2 separate regions of the Mus musculus genome follow, and region 2 is linked to region 1. A link is a contact called in public HiChIP or PLAC-seq data. All regions are on one chromosome and are shown on one strand. Each heading gives the region's core, a stretch centred on a gene start, on an enhancer-like site or on the middle of the called end of the contact. The rest is flanking DNA. Distances are from core to core; before and after follow the strand shown.

The links. HiChIP or PLAC-seq counts read pairs in DNA pulled down with a chosen protein or histone mark.
Region 2: a contact with region 1 is called in an H3K27ac HiChIP or PLAC-seq map of embryonic stem cells, with 5 read pairs. The contact joins the promoter of Tmem120b here to the promoter of 1700112N08Rik in region 1. A contact is called at or near these places in 1 of 39 promoter capture datasets (cranial neural crest), 1 of 484 Hi-C or Micro-C datasets (embryonic stem cells) and 1 of 115 datasets of contacts at active chromatin or transcription factors (embryonic stem cells).

Annotation. Positions count from the first base shown.
Region 1 is chr5:122,272,908-122,277,503 of GRCm38.p6, forward strand. 1700112N08Rik (a long non-coding RNA gene) reads left to right here and starts at 2,416. Exons shown (of 4, transcript XR_878753.1): 1 at 2,416-2,642; 2 at 3,595-3,718.
Region 2 is chr5:123,074,015-123,078,610 of GRCm38.p6, forward strand. Tmem120b (transmembrane protein 120B) reads left to right here and starts at 2,261. Exons shown (of 12, transcript NM_001039723.2): 1 at 2,261-2,481. The coding sequence starts at 2,413.

The DNA.
Region 1 (4,596 bases), core at 1,166-3,665:
GTCATCAGGTTTATCAGGAAGTGCATTTGGATGCTGAGCCGTTTCTTAGCTCTGGTCTTGAACTTTTGATCTTCATTACTTCAGCCTCCAGAGAGTAGAATTACAGGCATGAGCCACACAAACCCAGCTTCCAGTTTAGATCTTCCCAAAGAGATGACTAACCTCCCTGAATCACTGGAAAAAAAAAAGAGTAATAATATTTTCTTCCCACTGACTTAATTAAATGGTTACCTCAGCTTTTCTTGGGTTCCTTAAACTTGTGGGTTGTTCTTTTCTCTTAAAACCTCTCGGAGCACCTTGCAAAGCTTCCCCCCTCCCTCTCACACCTGCCGAGGCTGTCTCCCAAGATTTCAGTTCAAGCCTGAACATCTGCTTCTCCAGCCTGGGTGGCTGCTCTCTCAGCTTCTGGCTTCTTTCTGGCAGGTGACAGGGACAGTTTTATTTATTTATTTATTTATTTTGTCTGTCCCCAGAGCATATCATGTCCTCCCAGACATCTGGAGCAAACCTGTCTCCACCAGCCTGAGGCTCTAGTGCTCAGCCTCTCCCACTTCTCTCTCAGCTCACCTTTGGGATTTCATCTTCTGCTTCATGGCAAAAGTCAAGGAAACACTCACTACTTTCACTAGTCTATTTTGGGAGCAGGGGTTTCAGACAGGATTTTTTCTGTGTAGCTTTAACTGTCTTGGAACTTGCTCCGTAGTCCAGGCTGGTCTTGAACTCAGAAATCTGCCCGCCTCTGCCTCCAGAGTGCCGAGATTAAAGACTTTCGATACCAGCTGCTCATCTGACCCTTTTCATTTCTTAAATCTCAAGTTTTTAATTAATTCGTTTATGTTTAGGCAGAAAGGGCTGGAGTAGTACACGGATAGCATTTGCATAGCTTTCAGGAGGCCATGAGTTCAATCCCCAGCATCATCCAAAAAGGATGGGGGGTGGGGGCTGCGGAGACGGGTAGGGCGGGTGAGATAGCTCAGTAAATAAGACTGGGGCCAAGCCTGATAACCTGAGTTTGACCCCTGGGATCCGCAAAGTAAGAATTAAACTGGCAGAGGTAAATAAATGCAGATCTGCCTTAATAGCAAGAGCAGACCTTTTATTGGTCAGAGAAGGGAGCACCTAGACCCACCCAGGAGACCCACTGTACAACCTGAGGACAGTTTTCATAGTTTAGAGTAGGAAGAGGAGGTGGGAATGAATGGTTTCTTCAATCCAAAAATTTAGGTCCTTAGGTAGTTACCAGTTAAAACCTAGCAGAACAATTTTAGCTATCTCAAACCACCCAGTCCCAGAATCCTAACTCACAGTTAAATTACCTTTAAACCCCAGACCTGGATTGTATTTTTTTTTAAAGATTTATTTTATTAATATATGTAAGTACACTGTAGCTGTCTTCAGACACTCCAGAAGAGGGAGTCAGATCTTGTTGTGGATGGTTGTGAGCCACCATGTGGTTGCTGGGATTTGAACTCTGGACCTTCGGAAGAGCAGTCGGGCGCTCTTACCCACTGAGCCATCCCACCAACCCCCCTGGATTGTATTTTTAAAAAAACAAAAAAACAACAACTGACCTTTACGTGTTATTTTAGGCTCCCAAAGTCGGCCTCTGGAAGCTCTCCAAAAAGAGAAACATCAGTGAACACGAGGGGTTTTGTGGAGTGGCAGTACTGCTAACATTGACGTCCAAATCAGGACACTAGAAATCTAAGCACTAACATTGATGTTCAAATTTCAAAGGAGACCCAGCTTGGTCAGAAACAACCTCTCGGGATCAAACTGATTTTGCCAGACCTGGGCTGGGTTACTACAGGGACCAGGAATCCACAGGTGTCCACGTAACGCACGTGTCTGAAGGTCAGGACAGATCGAGGTCAAAAAGGTGGAAGAGACAGGCTACACACCCAGCATCTTTTCCAAGCCCTCCAATCAGGAGCTTGCTGTATCTGGAGCAGAGACTGAAGCAGGAAGTCAGAAATTTCCTTCAGTGGGGCCCTGAGAGGCACCTGTTCCCACTTCTCTATGCAAATGAGCAGAGAAGCTCCTCCCACACAGCCGCCTTTGTGGTAGGAACTTTGTTCTTGACACTGTTAGGGTAGCCATGGAAGCTGGTCACGTGTTGTGTCTGTCGGGCCGCTTTGTTTTGCAAGTCAAAGCCTGAGGCTTAAGTCCAAGGGGGAACTCAGCAAAATGTGATTGATCCTCTCTTGAGGCCCGCAGGATTTTAGAAGGGGCTTCAATGAATGTCACAGTTGGTTCTAATCAAGTAGCCAAGATGGCAGCCCTCGGAGACCCAAGCCTGCATCCCACCTGCTCTAGGGCGCTGGTTGGGCATTGACTCTTCTTAACTCTCTACACGATCTCAAAATCGCTTTCATCGGTTTGACACTAGTTAGGTCCTTCCTCTTTAAGCCAATGACTGTGACCAAGAGACTAGGATGCTGATTGGCCACAGATGGGTCATGTCTCCACTTTGCGCGTGAGTTGACTTATTTCTGAGTGTGTGTGTGCGCGCACGGGTTCTAGTGCACGTGCACATACATAGGTATGTGTACAGAAGCCAGACGTTAACATCAGGTATCTTCCTCGATTGATCCCTACCTTAATTTTCCGATGGTATCTCACACCGAACCCGGAGCTCACAAGTAAGCACCAGGGGGTCCTCTTGCTTCTACCTCCCCTGCGCTGGGGGATTGCAGGTGCACAAACCACTGGGCTCAACTTTCTTGTCAGTGCTTAGTTCGGATCTCCGAACTAAGGTCTTCATGCTTGCCAAATAAGGTGTCTCTCCAGCTCCAGTGTGTCGCTTCTTGGAACATTGGTCCAAGTACACAAATCTCAGACATAGTGGATTACTTTTTCTCCAAGAGAATCAAATTCTATTCTCAGAGAGCTGAGAGGAGGCGATGGGTTTCAGGAGGGGAAAACATGACCTCCCCACCTTCCACCCACATCCCAGCAAAGCAATGTGAACCAACTACCAAGAATGGATGGCACCTAGTTCCTTCCTAGTCATTAACTTCCTGGAGACCCCTCTCCAGGTCTCCAGTTCAGACCAGCAACACCCAACTACCCATTGGCTTCTTATGAGAAGTTTTTCGGATTTTGTTCCCTTTTTAAATTTAAATTAAAAAAAATTCTTTTCTTTTCAAGACTAGGTTTTCTCTAGCCTTGACCATCCTGGAACTTGCTCTGTAGACTAGGCTGGCCTTGAACTAATGAGATCTACCTGCCAAGTGCTTAGATTGAAGTTGTGTGCCACTACACTCAATTTTTAAAAAAATCATAAAACAAAAAAAGCAATGTCTCACTATGTAACCCTGGCTGTCCTGGAGCTGTGTGGACCAGGCTGGCCTCAGATTCACAGATATCTACCTGCCTCTGACTTTCGAATCTTGGGATTACAAGCATGTACCTCCACAGTGTGGTGGCATAGACTTTCTATTCACCCACTTTCCTCAGGTGGAAAACAGGTTGCTTGTTCTGTGTGACCGCCAAGGTTCTTTTACCAAGTTAGGTTTGTCCCCAGATGCTTGCTTGGTTGTTGGAGATTGGTTCTAATGCTCTGATTCAACCAGGAATCTCTGTTTCCAAAAGCTAAAGGTCCTTGTTTGGAGGGCGTGGACGCAGAGGGGAGAAAGGAGGATTTCCCCGACTGGAGAAGAATGATGGGGCCCAGGGGCTGCAGGTGAGGAAGCCAACCAGCCACGTGAGAATTCAGGTGGGTGACTGGTGGCCACTTCCCTGATTGGGCCTGGGGTAGCAGGGGAAGGTGTAGGAGTGCCAAGCCTTTGAGGTAACCAAGGCATTTCAACAGTAAGCTAATGTGTGTGTGTGTGTGTGTGTGTGTTTGTGTGTGTGTGTGTGTGTGTGTGTGTGTGTGTCTTTCATTAGCAGATCCAAAGATTCCCTGGGCAGGTGGAAGCTCCACAGGCCTGGAGCACAAAGCCTTGTAGCTGGGGAGTGGGTGGGGAGGGGGAAGGGGGGGGATGAGGGCAAGGGGGGGGAGGGGGACTCACTGCTACACTTAGTGTCTGTTAAATAGCAGGCATTCCACTGGACCCTTGGGAGGAAGCGCCACAGGGAAGGGAGGCAATGGCTATAATTCCCTGCTTTGGTGGAACTTCCATTTTGCCCAAACATTAAAGAGAATAATAAGGGCAGCTGGGACCAGACAGTTCTGTTGATTGGTTTATCTTTTTTACTTCATTTGGCACAGAGTACAGAGTTGGTTACAGAGTGAAGTAACACATTTTCAAGAGTGATAGTGGGCACTTGTAGCTACCTTTGGTTACTTTGTGGGTTCTTCTTACTTCTACCCTTTCAACCCCCTAACTCTAGGTAGCAGAGGAAAAAGGATCGAGGGGGAAGTGATAGATGCTATCTTCAGACTACTTCCTGCTAATTAGAGCATTCAAGATCCTTGGGACAAGTTTTATCTTGGAAGTCAAGATATCTGATTTATTTATTTTTTCTCCTTTGCACATGACTACTTAACCATGACCTACAGCAACCAACCGACACACAAAACAATCCACCACCAGTTTGGGGGCCCTAGCATGTTTATACTCTCTGAAAAGTTCCCGGAAGTCCAAATGT
Region 2 (4,596 bases), core at 1,011-3,510, 800 kb after region 1:
CCAAGGTGGTAATAGTTTGATGAAATTTTGGTATTAACTGAACAAAGATAGTCTTAAATCAAGACACTTGATAATACACTGCAAAAATCATTAAGTTACACCGAAATGGAGACATTCCACTTTAGACTTGAGGTGTTATCTGACAGCACATTTAGTCTTTTGATGACTAGCAGAAACTAAGGTTTTATTAAGTTAATACATTTTAAAAAGTTGGGTTTTTTTGTTTTGTTTTTTTGTTTGTTTGTTTGTTTTTTTGCCAGGCAGTGGTAGCACACACCTTTAGTCCTAGCACTTGGGAGGCAGAGGCAGGTGAATTTCTGAGTTCAAGGCCAGCCTGGTCTACAGAGTGAGTTCTAGGACAGCCAGGGCTACACAGAGAAACCCTGTCTCGAAAAACCAAAAGAAAAAGAAAAAAAAAAAAAAAAAAAAGAAAAAAGAAAAAGAAAAAGAAACCCTGTCTCAAAAAAAAAAAAAACAAAACAAATTTTTTTTTTTCATTTTCCCACTTTGATTGGTTGTTTTTTTTTTTTTACTAGATATTTTCTTTATTTACATTTCAAATGTTATTCCCTTTCCTGGTTTCCCCCACGAAAACCCCCTATCCCCTCCCCCTCTCACTGCTTACCAACCCACCCACTCCTGCTTCCTGGCCCTGGCATTCCCCTACACTGGGGCATAGAACCTTCACAGGACCAAGGGCCTTTCCTCCCATTGATGACCAACTAGGCCTTCCTCTGCTACATATGCAGCTAGAGCCATGAGTCCCTCCGTGTGTAGTCTTTGGCTGGTGGTTTAGTCCCTGGGAGCTCTGGGGATACTGGTTAATTCACATTGTTGTTCCTCCTAGTGGGCTGCAAGCACCTTCAGCTCCTTGGGTACTTTCTCTAGCTCTTTCATGTGACTGCTGGGAATTGAACTCAGGATCTCTGGGAGAGCAGCCAGTGCTCTTAACCGCTGAGGCTGACCCATCTCTCTAGCCCTTCTGGGGATTTTCATTCACAGTGTCTTCATAAGAGAGGGCACACAGAGAGGCCCTGTAACTACTGGTCAGAGAGAATGGAGCAATGCAGATGAAAGCCATGGAGTATGTAGGCTCAACAGTCACTGTCATGGCTACTAGGTAGCAAGGCAAGGCCCTACCCAGGGTCTCAGGAGTCATGACACTTTCGTTTCAGGTTGGTCGCTGTGAGATAAATGCACTTCTATTGTCTAGGCCACCCACTTGTAGCTAAGCATAGCCCTGTGAAACTAATGCAGGTGTCCTTTTAATTTTAATTAATTTTACAGGGTCTTACTGTGGAGCTGGCCCTGAGCTATGTAGACCAGGCTGGTCTCAAACCCACAGAGATCTATCTGCCTCTGGCCCTGGAGTGCTTCAATGAAAGGCATGTGCCACCCAAACTGCAGAACACACACCCTTAACCACTGAAGTTTTTCCCTCCAGCCCCGACAGGCATCATTTGATATTTTATTTGTTTGTTTGTTTGTTTGTTTGTTGAGACAAGTCTTACTACGTTGTCAAGGCTGGTATGCAATATCACACCCAGCTGCAGGTGTCATTTGAATGAGGTTCCAGGAGTGAGCAAGAAGCCACTGCATGATGATTCAGAGGGAGGAATGTCAAGTCAGGATAAAAACAATGGCCGGAGAGCTGGATTTAGGGCAGGGAGATAGGAGGTGTGGTTGGAAAAGCCAGGCTTGTGCAGGTCTTTTCGGACTTGGCACGGAAAGGGAGGCAACTGTATTCCATAAACTTGGTGGTTGTGGCTTTTGACTGACAGCACCAGCTGTCAAGAGTCACCCAGTGTCTTAGAGGACAGGGATGTATCTAGGCTGTATTGGTTGCAATAAATATCATCGCCAGCGTGAGATGACAGAGCCAAGTCTGCATTTTTCCCATCCTGCCCTTGACCTTACTACGCGGTCACTGTCAAAGCTGTCATTTCAGGGCACTGGCTTTGGCCTAGGTCAGGCAATGTGAAGGAATACATGAATTTTCCCTTTACCTCCTCCAAATCATTTCCACCTCACTCTCCCACAAAGATAATCTAAGTAACATAAGCCATAAATGCAGCTTACACATAAACCCTCCACCCACTCCGACGAGAAACCTACTACCTACACACGAGGAGTGAAGAGACCCAAAGAAGACTGAAGAGTTGCACCCGCCACGAGGCCAGAGCCCGGGGGATCGCCCATGCGCATGCGCGGGCCCCACCCTCGGGCGAGGGGGTGAGGCTGGCGCCGGGGCGGGGCCCGTGACGTCAGGTGCGCGCGTGGCTCCGGCTGCGCAGGAACAGCTGGTGCCTCGGGAGGCGGCTAGTGAGCGGGCGGGCGTGGGCTGCTGGTGGCCGGACGGGTCACGCTGCGGGTTTCGTCGCCGCCGCCGCCGCCGCCTTGCACCATTGCACCATGTCCGGCCAGCTGGAGCGTTGCGAGCGCGAGTGGCACGAGCTGGAGGGAGAATTTCAGGAGCTGCAGGTAGGACCGGGCCACCTGGTCCCGCCACTCTTGCTACCTGCGGTGCTTGTGCCTTCCCTATCTAGCCATCCCAGCCCGGAGGTGGGGCGATAGGACCCAGACGGTGGCCCGGGCTGTGCGTCCGATGGGCTGGTGGGTGGCCTGGCGCAGCCCCTTCCTATGTAGCAGCGCTTTGGCTCCTCAGTCTCTTGGGGCGCCCCTCATTCTCGCGCCCTCTCATCCACTCTTTGCTCCACGCTCTCCCTTCGCTACAGAAAGTTCGTCTCTGGCCCCCGAGGCAAGTTCCAGGTGTGTTCACGAGGAAACTGTGATACTCAAAGGACACCAGACCAACCCCCACACAAGGGATCTTCCCCCCAACCCTCCAGTTGCAGTTGGCTGTTCAACTCCTTACTACACGCTCTGTGCTGGCTGGGCAGCCCTCGCTGCAACTGCGGTTTGAGAGTTGTGCTTGGCTGCTTTCATCTTGGCCCCTTAGGCAGTTTTTAAGTCTCAGAGACCCCTCAGTCATAGCCTTGACTTTGGGAGCTCTGATGTGGTTCTGCTTATCGGCTGCTGCGAGCTGAGTTTACCATTGTGGATGGCAGGCATCTGTCAGTTCTGACAGCTGGCTGCCTCACCCGGTGATAGAGGGCTGCACCCAACCCCTCACCGTTTTGGCACAGAGCGTTCCACCTGGTGTGTTGAAGGTTGGTATAAGAGCTGGGCTCTTGAGAGGATAGCATCGCCACCCGGTCCTATCAGGAGGGTCCAGAGAGGCCTCAGCTATATGCTCTGGGGACTAGAGACTCAGGAAACCTTGGGGACGGCCAAGAGGAACAACACATGGCTTCCTCGCATTCACTCTCTCCTCCTCTCAATGGTTACTTTGTCATTCCCCTTGTCCCTGTAGCGTTCTCAGTTGGGCTGACCTCCTGCAATGTCCAGAGGAGAATGCTGTCAAGGGAGGTCTGTGATGGGTCTTTGTAAAGTGAGGCTGCCGATGTTACAGAAGGATGCCGGTGAACCTGAGCAGCAGATCGGCATGGGCAGAGACTTAAGAGACCCAGGACTGTCATCCCTTCGTAGTCCCTCCAGCATATATGGATGGGTTGGTGCCTTCTCTTTCAGATCTGAGGTCTTGGGTTCCTCATAGTTCCCAGAGGATCCCTTTTGGTTCCACCCACGGGGAAAAGACTCAGCCATATCCTTAACAATTTTTCCCACTGGGCTGTGAAGCCATGCCCAGCCACAGAGCCAGTGAGTGGGTCTTAGAGTTGGGAGTGGGAGAAGAGGTTTCCTGCGTGGGGCTTTTGCTTCTATTTCCTTCCTTTCGGCTTGTTTTAAACTACGAGGAGGAGGAGCCTAACACTGCAGAACTATGCAATTAATGCAATTATCAACAATTAGGTAGCAAGTCTTGGCAGGCAGGTGTCGTAAAGGAGGCCTTTGATTTGTTATGACAGGAAGATGTCATGAGGGGTCAGGTGCTCGGGTGGTCGGGGGCGGAGGAGTTATGAGTTGATCTGGATCTCCTCGTCTGGTGGTGAACAGCAAGGGCTGTTGGAAGGATCTGGTTTCTTAGAGATGGGACAACTGGGACAGACTAGATCCTCCTTTGAGGAAGAGGGACCCAACTGGTGTAGGCTTGATGGTCAGCTTCTGGGTCTGAGTACAGAGTGGATAGCTTCCTGGTGGTTAAGGTCATAGACTGGAGCAAAAATTCTCTTCTCTTCTCTTCTCTTCTCTTCTCTTCTCTTCTCTTCTCTTCTCTCTCTCTCCTCTATATATATGTATGGAGGGTATATATATATATATATATATACACACACACACACACATGCATTATGTATATTTACGTATAAATATATCTTTATAACATGTATTTATAATATATTTGATATATACAATGTTTATATGTAAATATATGCTTATAAATATATACTTAAAGGTTTATTGTTTTTATTTTTGTGTATGGGTGTTTCTCTCGAATGTATCTCTCTATGCACCACATCCGTGCCTGGTGCTGGAGGAATCCATAGGAGACCGTCATCAGATCCTCTGGACATTGAGTTATAGACAGTTGTGAGGCACGTGTGGGTCCTGAGATCCAAACTCAGGTTTTTGCCTGAGTAG